2 separate regions of the Mus musculus genome follow, and region 2 is linked to region 1. A link is a contact called in public Hi-C data. All regions are on one chromosome and are shown on one strand. The core of a region is the stretch at or near the end of the contact, and the rest is flanking DNA. Distances in the headings are between cores, read along the strand shown. Region 1 has its middle 100 kb from the start of Gm33782. Region 2 overlaps Gm33843 (a long non-coding RNA gene).

Evidence for each region. Hi-C and Micro-C count contacts between places; a contact is called where the count stands out from the background.
Region 2: a Hi-C map of regulatory T cells shows a contact between it and region 1, with 2.0 times the contacts expected there. The contact joins two enhancer-like sites. A contact is called at or near these places in 1 of 15 datasets of contacts at CTCF or cohesin (CD8 T cells), 11 of 484 Hi-C or Micro-C datasets (CD4 T cells, CD8 T cells, Th1 cells and 5 more) and 7 of 115 datasets of contacts at active chromatin or transcription factors (CD8 T cells, Th17 cells, double positive thymocytes and 3 more).

What each region holds. Positions count from the first base shown.
Region 1 is chr10:96,406,767-96,413,795 of GRCm38.p6, forward strand. It overlaps the pseudogene Gm20091. Among named protein-coding and RNA genes, the nearest start is that of Gm33782, 100 kb to the left of the region's middle. Within about 2 kb of position 3,420, at least 17 of the 459 cell types and tissues checked have an H3K27ac peak or open chromatin away from gene starts, as enhancers often do. A contact at or near this core is called in CD8 T cells and regulatory T cells, where this site is marked.
Region 2 is chr10:96,586,681-96,593,709 of GRCm38.p6, forward strand. All of the region lies in intron 2 of Gm33843 (a long non-coding RNA gene), which reads right to left. Among named protein-coding and RNA genes, the nearest start is that of Gm33843, 8.6 kb to the right of the region's middle. Within about 2 kb of position 3,356, at least 14 of the 459 cell types and tissues checked have an H3K27ac peak or open chromatin away from gene starts, as enhancers often do. A contact at or near this core is called in CD8 T cells and regulatory T cells, where this site is marked.

The DNA.
Region 1 (7,029 bases), core at 2,170-4,669:
CGATAACACTTCCTTGCTCTCCGGTGTCCCTAAATTCAGTTATGGAGACAAGACACACAAACAGAGGAAGACAATAACCACATGGAACAATTCATGGTAAATGCCGAGTGCATCTGGGCTCTCAGGGGATGGACAGAATGCTGAGGTCTGTGGCCATGTGTGAGTTGCTTGAAGAATGGCCTTAAGGTGGCCCTAAAAACATAAAAGAGCACGGAGACTTGAAACAGGCAGCAAGGAAAGGGACTTGCTGAAGATTGCCAAAATCATAGCGGCCGTTCCTCAACTCGAGCAAGTAGTGGTAAAAGTGAGCCGCCCTCCTGTCTTAAGCAAGCCGATGTTATAGGCAGGTTTGATGGCATCTAGATCAGAAGGTATATTCGAGCCCATTAAAATGAGTGCCTACTTAATGTTCAATCTGCTTCCCAGACACGTGTGCAAGCGGTTGTCAATGGTGTTGTAATCGATAACCAGGTAGGTACAGAGGGAGATAGAGAAGCCGTGAGAAGGATGCTGAGCAACGACACAAGCATGGGCACCTAGCTGAGTGTTGGAAGGGTTTCCATCCCAGTCACAGTGTCCACAATGACACTGTAGGATTCAGGCTTTGGAACTACGGTGTGAATGCCACCGAAGCTTTGATTTCTTTGTGCATTCTACCGTGAAGCCAAACACACATGACAGTTCTGGTCTCACAATGGCTTTTCAGATTTTTCTTTTCTTTAAAGACTGGAAACTTCCATCGGATGAAGTTCTTAGAAATGTTGCTAGAGTAGATGTGACAGAGCCTGCTCATTGCCCACTGAATGCCTTTTTGCCTCCTACAGCGTGGAGCAGCGTGGCTCATCGGAAACAAACGCTTACTTCTAAGAAGACTAAATCAAATTAGTAATTTTGCTTTTTGTTTTTCCTTCCCGTCGGCCTGAATTGTGGAGGAGATAGAACTCTGGCAGCTTTCTTGAGAAAACAAGATGGGATTAGACTCTGATATTGTGGAAACAGAAAGGCAGAGGTAAAACAGGTATCTAATAAATCAGGTATCTAATCAGGTTATGAAACTAGTAGTGTATCATGATACCAGTTTGAACCAGTCTGCTTCTTAAGTTGGTAACATGAAGCAATAAATAAATAAATCTGTCAATCTTAATTTCCTTTGTGTTGGTTTGAAGATTTCTACATTTGTGTAAAAAAGAGCAGTTCTTAGTGTTAAACTGATGACTGTTAATCTGCAGAATGTGAAACTAACAAACAGGAAACTTCTCGAATAGAAATAGAAGTGAACACAGACCAGTGTCTTTCCTACCACAGCGTTTGGTTTACTTACTGAGAAGCAGTGGGTTACTGTCACCTTCCTACATCTATTAATAAACAATGGACCCCCCCCCCAAGGAAGTCAGAGTCACAGTCCTCTGCACAGAGGGTTGTTTGAGGAAAGAGACCGTAGACAAAACTAGACTTTTCATCTCTCTTGTCCCAAAAGGCATGCTTAGAGTAGATCTTTGTCACTACTGAATAAAATGTACTTTAGTCCATTAAATGATTAAAAATCAGAAGACATGGTGGTCTTTTAAAGAAGCGTTTTCCTACTAGCTGTTGGTTATTTTATGTAGACTGCACTATTTAACCACTGATGTAACCCAGAGAGGGGAAACGACACAGAGGAAATCAGAGGAGAGGGGAGGAGAAGATAAGGTAGGGGAAGTAGGGGAAAGAAGGAGACAGGAAGACAAGAGAGGATAGGAGAAGAGAGACCCTGTGGCCAGTTCCAGCAGGCATGGTCTAATGGAATACAATGGCTGCCTCCACTCTGGACAGCTCAGCACACCAATACTAATACTGAGGAGAAATATGACACCTCCATCCCACAGCAATCCATCATCATCCATACAGCGAAGAGGGTCTGTGAGCTCCTTCAGCCTGCCCTTCACTCTGCTTGTCTGAACACTCCATTTCTTTTCTTTTTTTTTTTTACGTCATTAGTTTATTTACAATTTTTTCTAGTATATAGTTCAAGAGTTTAATCCAACTTTCAGATCATCTCTTAAACTTTCTTCATTCTGTTAAAGGGATGAATTAAATATCCTTATTTTTTAAGTAGCTGGTGTCTTACTATAAAGAAAGGAGCGGCAAGCCCAGATCCAAAGTACAGGATCATCATAGCCAGCAACCGCCACTTGTTTTCCACTGAAAATGGCAAATTCTTCCCTGGATCCTCCTCATAGTGGCTGCGACAGACCATGGTGGTGGTGAACCTCCGGATACTCTGGCCCAACATGTCACTGCTGGAAGTTCTGTGAGGGCCGCGGACACGGAAGGCAGAAGAAATGGCCATACCACCTAACTCTCCTTTCTTCACGACCTTGCTCTGAACACCCCATTTCTTAATTGTCACAACGGTCCTCCAGGCCAAAAGAGTCTTGAAAAGGGCGACTTCACATGACCTCCCTCTGGAGTCTGAAGTTGCAAAGAGATCTTGAGTCTTTAACTATAGGTGACCTTCCCACAACGACGGTTCAATGGCTTGCCTGTAAAGATTGCTGGTCTATCGTTAGGAGGGACTGACCAAGACCATCTCCAAAATATGGCATAAAGATAGTTACTGATGGTCTCCTCCATTGGGACAGCTTAAGGCCTGAAATGTGGTAAAAGGAATCAAAACCAACCAACTAAACAATAACAACAATAGCAACAACAACAAACAAACAAACAAACAAACAAACAGCATGTAGTAACCTACTCTACGTAGGTGAGCTCAGACTGCTTCAATGGAGCCAGTGGAGCATGTGGAATGCTGCTACTCATTGCCCCCAGCCCCCAACAAACCTGCCACTTTGTGGTATCTAAGTCCCCATACATGTTCTTGCATCTTATGTATGTACTTGAAACACACAGAACTCTGAGTGCACCAGGTTTTGAAGAAAAGCACTCTGTGTTTCTAAAAGTGCCTAACTTGGACAGGATGCAAGGGGTGGAGAGTAACCAACCATGAGAGGAGAGACGCAAGCCTCAGGCTGCTGCAGTGGTGCCATGGCTGCATCAGGATGCTTTCTCGGTAAGAAGGATGCTCTGACTCTCTTGCTTGCTCAGTGTAAGCTCTTGACCGCTTGCTTTGTTGCTGAGTGAAGTCTCAGTGTCTCCTTTTGGGAAAGGTAAGATTGCAGCTCAACTAGAAACCGGAACCTCCATGTAACTTCATCCTCTGAGCCCCTGGATCCAGTCACACCTAAGGCACTGGATGTTTTTAGTCACATGAGCCCATTAGTACCTTTTTTTTTTCTGGAAAAGCTACTTTGATTTCTATTTCTGCCACTTGCTATCAAAGAGTTCCATCTAATGCAGGCAGAGATGGCAATCTCTACCGAGCTCTGAGAAATGAACTAGCTCCACTAAGCCTCATCAGTAATGGATGTAAACAAAACTCTAAGCCAGAGCAGTGCGGTACTCACATCCGTCTTCCTCTGTGCACTAGGGTGCCTCCCTGGCTGATGAAACCCAGTCGCAATTGATGGAGATCAATGTGATTCATCATTATGTTTTCTGAAGCATCGTTGCCACAAACAGTTTCTGTGTTCGATTTTATGCTAATTCCAGCTGGTACATTTGTGTGGCAGACACATCACTCTTAGCTATGGAAATGTTTTCACATTCACTAAGCTTGAGAGGATATTCTAATGAGGCCTGTCACAAAGTCCCTTTTACAAACCTAAGTGTACATGGGTTGGGATGAACTGTTCCTAAAGAAATAAAAGAACTAAGGCAATAAAAAAAGCAGCAGGGTAGGAAGGACGTGACATATTGTAAACTCACTGTTCCAGCTTGGAAGGGAAAAACACCAGCACCAAGAGATGAGCGAAACCAAGGAAGAAGTGCTGGTGCTAGACAAAGAAGGAGAGGCAATAGGAGCCAAAGATGCTAGGGCATTTGAACAGAACTCTCCTTATGATGGAAAAACGCTCAGGGCTAGGCATGGAGCTCAACTTGTAGAGCACTTGCCAAAAAAGCAAGCTGGAGATAGGTTCAATTACCAGTAGCACAGAAAGCTGCGGTTGTGGTGTTGTGGTGTATATATGGTGTGCACCTGTAATCTGAGTGTGCAAGAGGTAGAAGGAGGAAGATCAGGAGTTCAGGGTCATCTCAGCTATGTAGCAAGTTCAAGAGTAGCTTGGGCTACATGAGACCTAGTCTGAGTAAGAAAAATAAAGTAATGAAACTGACCTATCTTTTCTATGTTTAAGATGGTATCTAAGCGATTGGGCATGTGAAATAGGGTTAAGTCAATGAAGGAGATGGTGATGACGGCCATTGTGATTCTAGACTGACACGTAAGCACACAACACAATAAAGTATGGATGGGAAAGAATCGAAGCATGAGGCTAAAGCAAGGTGTGCGCTGTATCCGACAGCTGGAATACAATGCCTGAAGTGGGTAATGATGTCTGATAAAGCAGAGTAGGTCCAGGTGATTGGAGACTTTGACACAGGGCTTTGGTTTGAGCCTGTCAGGAGTAGCTTGCTCCTGAGCTAAGAGGTGTTCAGCCTTGTGTTACGAAAGAGAAAGCAAGTAGCTACAGACAGGTAGAACCAAGAACAGACCATAAAAGTAGAGACCTCCTATCTAAGATCACAAGGAGAGTGCAGCTGAATTAATGAAAAAAATACAGGCCAGTGACAGAGGGAGTAGAAATAGAGACGAGGGGTTTCAGAGATGGCCGCGAAGGTAACTACACAAGTGTACAGATAAGAAATTGGTTCCTGGATCATCTGTGTGAAGAGCAATAATATGTCTGTAATCCCCAAATGACAGAGTGGCAACAGGAGGAAGATTGGGCTGGCTGGCCAACCAGTCTAGGTAAATAAACAAACTCCAGAATCAATGAGAGACCCTGCCTCACAAATACCGTGGAGAGCTAGAATGAAAAGAATGTGTTTTGAAGAACAAAAGACAGAAGAGACATTTAAACCTTTAAACTATACTTGGTGGTCATCTCATCTACTTTAGAGAGATACTCAGAATTTCCTTTTAGCTTTCCTAGAATTAAACACCAACATTAGAAATAAAAAATTTTAATTTATAATTATACTGTATTTGAAAACACAGGAGAAATATGGAGGCTGCCTGCATAAAGATAGGTCGGATAATTCTAGGCTTAGGTCAAATTCGGCCTCCTGCTCATTATGGAAATCAGGTATTATCTGTTTATTTTTGTCTGCAGCTGTGTAGCAGTGTGGAATGAAGTCTTGCGTGTTGCAGGGATGCTCAGGAGGCTGGCGTTATTCACTACCGAGCCTTTCACAAAAGACATTTACTGATGCTGATGGAGATGAGAGAAATCACAAGAGCACATGAAATAATAACAATTTTTTGCTTTTTATGTTTTATTTCTTGAGACAAGGTCTTACTAAATAACACTGGTTGTCCTAGGATACTCTATATAAACAAGGTTGACTTTGAACTCAGAGACCCAGTTACCCCTGCCCTCTGAATGCTGGAATTAAAGACATGTGCCACCACACCCTTATAGGATTTTAATAAATAATTTTAATATAAGAACTTTTATTTTTCAATTAATTTACTAGTATGTTCCTCCAAATAGTTCTAGCAGATGAAGAAGTCTGCTTTGTCTATATTCACTGTATCCAGAATGGAAAGACCCGGGGCTTCTGGGAGCTTAGATTGCCTTTTGGATCACTAAGTAAAGACTAAATCATTCTCTGTATAAATATATTATACGTTGTCTGGTTCTTTAGAAAGTAGTGCTCTACCCTATAGGTGGAACAACAACATGAACTAACCAGTACCCCCAGAGCTCGTATCTCTAGCTGCATATGCAGCAGAAGATGGCCTAATCGGCGATCATTGAGAAGAGAGGCCCCTTGGTATTGCAAACTTTATATGCCCCAGTACAGGGGAATACCAGGGCCAAGAAGCGGGAGTGGGTAGGTAGGGGAGCAGGGTAGAGGGAAGGTATAGGGAACTTTCGGGATAGCATTTGAAATGTATATAAAGAAAATGTCTAATAAAAAAGAAAGTAGTGTTCTTTGTGATGTGTATATATTTATATTGGAGTCTCTATTACCATAGTATTCTATTAAGAAAGTACTCCATTCCCTCTGCATGGCAAGCCATATGTATTTTAAACATGAGAATTCTTCCTTTCCTATGGTTTCGTCTCTTCCTAGACACTGATGAGAATCCAGTGTGTGGTCAGGATGGAGCTGGACAGTGAAAGCAGTAAGACAGGCCAGGTATCTCTTTGGTCGAGCATGCTTATCATGAGGTCATACTTTCTTCGGGATGATATACAAATCCCCGTATATTTGGTGGCTTATGGGCAAGATAAAGTCATTCCTCAAAGTTCTAAAAGGCTTACAGTTAGAGTACAGGGGATTCAGTGTCAGGTGGGGACCCTCTCTGACACCACCTTCTCTTTCCTCTTCTTTCTCCACCTCCTATTCCTCCTCATCCTCCTCTCCCTTCTCCTGGTCCTCCTCTCCCTCCTCCTCTTCCTGGTCCTGCTTCTCTCCATTCTCCAGGTTCTCCTCTACATTCATCTGTTCTGCTCTCATCCAGTAGCCCAGAGGGGACTGGAACTTATTATGCTGCCCATTCATGCTTCAGACACATGCCAGTACTTCTGCCTCAGCCTCCCTAGGGCTAGGTGGCAGGTGTGCACTTGATACCTGGCCAGCTAAGATTCTTTAAAAAGGAAATTTTATCCTAGATTTCCAGACAAGCTGAATTCAGTCAACAATATCTTCAGGAGAAGGAAAAGCAAGAAGACTCAGTGGAGAAGTGCGAGACTTTAAGAAGTGCTAAGGACAGAGGGCGAGATTACTAGTCAAGGGGTACAGATGACAATTAGAAGTGAAGAGGGCATTGGGAGGAATTCTCAACACCAGTGCAGGGACACTGTCAGGACAATTCTGACCTCCAGTTCCACAATAGCCTAAATCTGCACTGTGTGGAATCCACTAACTTCATGGAAATTTGTCACAAGACACTATCATTCTGCAGAACCCGATATTTTTTAT
Region 2 (7,029 bases), core at 2,106-4,605, 180 kb after region 1:
CTGGGTGGTGGGTCCTGGAAAAGCATTGCCCGGAGTCCTGGGGAGACACAACAGCCCTTTTCAGCTGTATGAAATGAGAGGTTTTCATCCCCCCCCCCCCAGGAAACTTGTTAAGTCTGGTCTGCAGATGGCTGACATTTAGGTCCTGTCTTATATTTGCTGGAGACTTCCTAGATGAAATCTTGAGGTTAAATGTATAAATAATATGAAAGGAAGTAAATGTTTGAGGTTAATGTTTGAAGAAAGGCCAGGGAGGGGACTTTTTGCTAAAACTTTTTGAAAAGCTATTTAGCTTCCTGCAGATTGGTTTAGTAACCCCAGGTAAGGGACTTTTGCTAACTAAGTTTTCTCGGATTTTATGTGACTGTGAAAATGTTGCTTCTAATCAAAAGCAGAGAGACCTCAAGCTGTTTGATTGGCTGCCCTATTTCACTGGTGCTGGTCATATCTTGTGCTGTGCAGTATGACCACGCAAACCAAGGTATTTGGAAAAATCGAAACCATAGGAAAAAAGAGCCCTCCGTGGTAGCATTTAGAGATTGAAAACTGGCAAATCCGCTCATGGCGGTACGCTAACTGACTACCAGGAAATTTTAGAGACGGTTGCTTCCATGGGACTAACAATAAGTGCATTGCAGAGTCCCTACGATGCTGTTTTCTCAAATCTCAGCTTTACTATTCTATCAGTCATCTGTTGGGAATGTGTGCATGTAAAAACAGGAACTCGGGGAAAATGGCAAGAAGTTTTCTCATAACAGAACTACTTCTTGAGTTGATATGAAGCTACAGACTGTAGGTAAGCTTTGGTTATAAACAATAGCGAGAGGAGGAGAAAAAAAAAAAAAGAGGATGGGCTGGAGAGTTGGTACCATGGTTAAAAGCATGCTCCTCTTATAGAGGGTACAAGTTCAGTTTCCAGCACTGTATAGGGTGGCTCACAAGTGCCTGTGAATCCCCAGGGTATCTGATGCCTCTGGTATCTGTGACACCTGCATTCATACACACATACACACACAGACACACACACACACACAGAGAGAGAGAGAGAGAGCGCACACACAGAGAGAGAGAGAGAGAGAGAGAGAGAGAGAGCGCACACACACACACACACAGAGAGAGAGAGAGAGAGATGCATGCACACACTCATGTAAAAATGAATCTTGGGCTGGAGAGATGGCTCAGTGGTTAAGAGAACCGACTGCTCTTCCGAAGGTCCTGAGTTCAAATCCCAGCAACCACATGGTGGCTCACAACCACCCGTAATGAGATCTGACACCCTCTTCTGGTGCATCTGAAGACAGCTACAGTGTACTCACATATAATAAAATAAATAAATCTTTAAAAAATAATAATAATAAATCTTAAGAGTCTTGACTATTTTAGACCTAAATTAACCTCAGGAGCTGGGAAGATGGCTCAGTGTGTATGAGAATTTACTGTACAAACATGAGGACCTGAATTCAAAACTCCAGAACCCATGTGAGGAGCTGTTGACTATGGTGTGGTTACACCTATATTCCGTGAGGCGGAAGAGACATGAGGATCACTAGGGTTTGCTGGATACCAAACAACTCCAGTTGCAGAAAGAAACCCTGGCTCAAGAAAATAAGGCAGAGGGGATAGAACAGAACAGCTGGCATCCTCTGGCCTCCACATGCACCCAGCACACACAGGTACATACATCAGACATAAACCACATAGTCGCTCTGTCTATCACATGTGTGTGAGCACACACACAAACAGAAACTAGGACCTATCGCACAGTTATCTGGGTTATTTCCTGACACAGTAACCCCTTGTCCGCAGTTTCAGTTTACATTCTGTGCTGTTTTCTGCATGGCTGGCTCTCTCGGAACCCACGTGAGATTGTTTCTTGGCCACCAGTTGAGATGGGCTGTGAAAATATCACGGTAGTTATGTTCAAGTAACCCTTGCTTTGCTTAAGTCCCTCAAGCACAAGAGGAGTGTTGCTGGCTACTAGGATGTGCCAAAGAGAAGCCATACACTACTTCCTTTAACTCAAACGGAGACTCGGTAAGAGTTCCATATGACTTGAGGTTTCAAACAGCCACTGGGAAGGTCTGGGACATATCCCCTAATGGTGAGGGGGACCGTGATTATGAAGAACAGAGATATGTCGATGCAATGGATCTTCAAGCATGTCGCTTACATGATTTGAATCACTAAGATGATGACGCTAGAGCAGTAAATGTCTATGATGTGCATATAGATCAGTGACGGTCTTTAGGAATCCTTAGCACTTATTAAACACATCATGAGAGGTTTGAGGATTTACACAGGACACAGAAGAACAAGCATAAAGTGGCAGCTTTGATTATGCAGGAAGGATATGGTCTGACATTTCAGGCCAGCAGAAGCCATATACATGAATCAGCGTATGAGGTCTTTTAGACCTCAGCCCTATAGTCAGTCCTACACATAGAAAAACTGATACAGTTCTGGCATGGATGAGAAAAGATCTGGCATCGATCACTACATAGAGACGATGAGCAGCTATCAAGTTATTACTGCATAGAAAATCAAAATGTCCCTGCATAAGGGCATACAGCCAGGAGAACACTTTACCTGGAGTCTCATCCAACAAAGATGACAAAGCAGCAACTTTGTTGTACTCTCACTGGGATCCCAACAAAGCAGAGTAAAAGATTCTGCTACACTTTGACCATCAGGCTTGCTGCCTGCATTTAAAGCAAGTTGCCAAAATTAGCTATGAAATAGAAGAAAATCAGCATCATCTGTTGCTGTTAGATGGAGCAGAAGGGCTACCAAGAAAGCCAAAGGAGGCTTTCTGCTGTGAAGCTAAATCATATGTTTGGGATGCTAACAGGTAGTTGGTAAGTGCATGGGTTGCCACAGAACTCAGAGGCAGAAATGGCCACACTGTACCTACACATACCATGCTAAGCTTCATTGACTGGGCTTTATTTACTATCTGTTACTTGAGTTCACATTCTACCTTTGGACATTGACCTCTGGGCTCCACATAGATACACACACACACACACACACACACACACACACACACACACAAGCACATACATGATAGGGATACATCTCAGTGGTAGAGTACTTGCCTAACATGGATGAAGCCCTATGTTCAATTTCTGATCACAGTAAATTCTCTAACACCATCCTCAATTATCAAATAAGAGCCGTGATTGGTGCATAGCTTGGTGTATGACATCATTAGCTTGGAGTATGACATCGTACTTTCGTTCAGTCTTTGGGAATCTACAAGACAAAATGAATTTGCAATTCTTTAGATAGCTACAGTGATGCATTTGTTGTTTCTTGGGGTTGCCACAGCAACTTACCACAAGTCAGATGATTTCAAACAACAGCAATTTATTCTCATGGTTTTGGAGACAAGAAGTCTACAGTCAGAATGTGTCAGTGGGGCCACATATGGTGACAGTCTTCCGTAATTCCCCTCTTTCCTGGAATTCTTAGCTCCTAGAGGCACATTTCCGTACCATCATCATATGCTGATCTTATTTTCATGTACCAGTCTTCAGAATTCCTCTCCTTATATAGTCTTGGGTTTAGGTTAGAACCTTAATACAATGGGATTATTTCCTCTCAAACTTTTGAAGGAATTGTTTCTTTAAATACTCAAAATTTTTTCTTATTTTGATTTTTTTATCATTGTGATTTCAAGTAACCCAAGATGACCTTAGACTCCCCATAGAGCCAAACATTATTCTCAACTCCTAATCTTTCTGCCAGCACCTCTGGTATCCTGGGATTACAGGCATGCACTTATGTTTATTCTATGGGATGTTGTTCATGTAGTTCATGTGTGTATGTTAGGCAGACATTCTATCAACTAGACTGTATCCTCTTTGCTTTTTCTTACAGAATATAATAGGCTGTTTTTGAACTCCTGATCTTCCTACCTCAGCACTCTAAGTTCTGGAACTACAGGTGTACCCCACCATCCTCAGCTAAGACCCTACGTTCCTGTGAAACCACATTCTTAGATTCTGGACAGTAGAGATGCTATACTACGTTAGCATAGTAAGGTAGGAGCAGCCAACTCTCTCTTGCCAATTTCCTTGGGTTTTAACTTCAACACTTGCCCTTGGGTTACAATTGGAGAAACACAGTTGTGTTAGACTGGAAGATGGTGCACAATAAATAGGTGTCCTGAAGCTAAAGTAAGAAAACAGAAAGAGATCATGTGCTGATCATCTGTAATCTAGAAGGGCTTCCTAAACGCTCCTAGGCTCTTAGTTCTCCTACAAAAGCAGCAGGAACAACATGAAGCTCGTGGGGGAAAGGAGGAAACAGATTTGGACAGAAGCTTCTCATAGCCTCTAGCTCACGAGATTAGGACACCAGCTTAGATGCCCAGGCCCTTGTTTCAAAGAATACTGTGGCCCACATTCCAGACAAATAGACTTTCATAGGTAACGATGAGCTGCAGCATAGGAGCCTGACTCTTAGAGGATTTACTTTTGCTCTTCTCTGAAGGAACAAAACACGTTTTCCTTCTTATGTTTTAAAATTAACTTTGGGCAGACAGTAAGCATTCATATTTATGGGGTACAACGGGAGGTTCCCTTCAGACACACACGGTCAAATCTGAATATTCAGTGTGTCTATCACCTTAACTTTTATGAAGCATGTTTGCTTTCGATCTGGAGGAAAATGTATTATGAAATGTATACATTGCTCACTGTTGCTTCAAAGGGACCACCGGGCTCTAGTTTGGTTATTTAATTGGTTGTTGATGCCCATGAGTCCTGCTGCATGGTGGTACTTGGGTTCCCTCCAAGGTTATGTTGTTTCTTTAAAGGGAATTTTTCAAATGAAATCCAGTGCCATAAACTTGAAGATTCCCCTGCAGCTAAGTGCTAACTGCAGGCTACATGGCAATGGTGTCGCTGCGCCTCGTTTCGTGTGACTGCTTCAGAGGCGCAAGAACACTTATTTTCAGGCCCTGGAATGTGTCGAAAGTGTTATCTCAGGCTCTGTGCAGTTCACCTCCACCTCCCTGTTCCATCCCACCTAGATTCTTGGTGAGTTAGGTGATGTTTTCTGTGATAGAGGCTTTGTCTTCAGGCCCAGGAGACGGTAGGGGTGCGAGGTGAACAACACAAACAGGTTGTGTGGCGAAGACTCTAGTATATTAGTGTATTTCTGCAATCGCTTTTCCAGGAAAGAGCTTTCTAAAGCTGCCTCACCCAGAACAGAAGTCTGAAACTGTATTATATTGATGATGCCTGAGCTTTCAGGAGGCTCTGGTGCCTAGTAAAGAATAATCTAGGATGGTCAAATAGAAGAAACACAGCCAGCAATTAAACCGTGAAATCAGTTCATCTCCATTGTTTCCTTCTTCCTCTCGCTCCCCCAGTATCTAAACACAAGCTCTGAGAACAAGTCTTTGTAATCATTCACTTAATGTTGATACATTTAGATTTTTAGTTAATATTACATAACGTCAAGAATTAGGAAATGGGGGCCAGGGATGTAGGTTAGTTGCTGCAGTGCTTGCCTATTGTGCAAAAAAGGCCCTGGGTCTGATCTCTAGCACTACATAAACCAGGCACAATGGCACCTGCTTGGAACCCCAGTGCTGGGCAGGGGAAGTGGGAGGGTCCAGAGCACAATCAAAGTCACCCTCTGTTCCCAAGAGAGTTCAAGACAAGCCTGAGCTCTGTGAAACTCTGCCTCAAGGCAAGGGGAGGGGATTGGCGGGGGGGGGGGGGGGGGGGATAGGAAGTAGACCCAGACACATCTGTAACCCCAGCACACAAAATGCAGAAGTGAGGGGAGCAAGAGTTAGATGCTAGCCTGTGCTACTTGAGACCCTATCAAACAAACAAACAAACAAACAAAAAACAAAAAAAAACAAAAAAAAAAAATAGAAATAACAAAAGAAAGCAAAAACACTTTATTTAAAAAAAAAAAAAACAACTTTAAAACTTGAAAAGAAAGGAACAGAGCTAGGGATGCAACCCAGATGCTACAAGCTTGCCTGCTGCAAGTGAAGTCTTGGTGCAGCAATCCCAGAATTTGGAAAGCAAAGGCAAGAGCATCAAAATTCAAAGTCACAGGATGTCCTGGTTGGTTTCAATTGTTAACATGACACAGCCTAGAGTTCCTGCAGAAGATTGAACCTCAACAAAAGAATTGCCACCCCTTCCCGTCCAGCCCCCAATCAGTTCAACCTGTGCCCATATCTGCAAGACACCATCTTCATTGGTGATGGATGTGGGAGGAACTACCTCATTGTAGACAAGCACCATCCTGAGGCACGGAGGCCTGACTTGTGCAGGAAAACACACAGAGTCAGTAACCAGGCTTCCTCTGCGGTTCCTACCTTCAATTCCTGTCCTAACCTCAGTGATGGATTTTGACTTGAGAATTGTAAGGTAAAACAACCTCCAAGTTGCTTTTGGTCAAAGTGTATCATGGGATGAGAATGGAGTGTGAACCTGTAGTAAGTTTGGAAGTGTACACGAGGCCCTATGCTCGAAACATTAGATTTTTAAAGGGAGGAAGAAAGGGAAGAGGGAAAAGGACAACTAATAAATGGCCGGGCTGAGTGGCACATGTATGTAAGCCCAGTTCTCAAGGGGCAATGCAGAGGCAATATGAGAGTTTAAGACTTGCCTTGACTATACAGTAACACATTACACACACACACACACACACACACACACACACACGCACACGCACACGCACGCACGCACGCACGTGCATACATACCACACACATCACACACATATATATACACATGCACACATACTACATGCCACACCACATATCACATACCTCATACACCACACACATACTCTCACAAGCAAAGATGTCGAGTCTTCAAAAGTTTCTAGAAATACTTCTAGAAATACTTTCCCTTTCCCTAAACAGCAACCCTATTATCCTCTCTTTAGACCTGGGCCGGCTCTCAGGATCAAGTCAGGGTGGCAGGCCTCTCCCCTGTGTGCTATTCTAGCTTCTGAGTGTCTTGGGATGGCAGGTCTCCCCTATGTGCTATTCTAG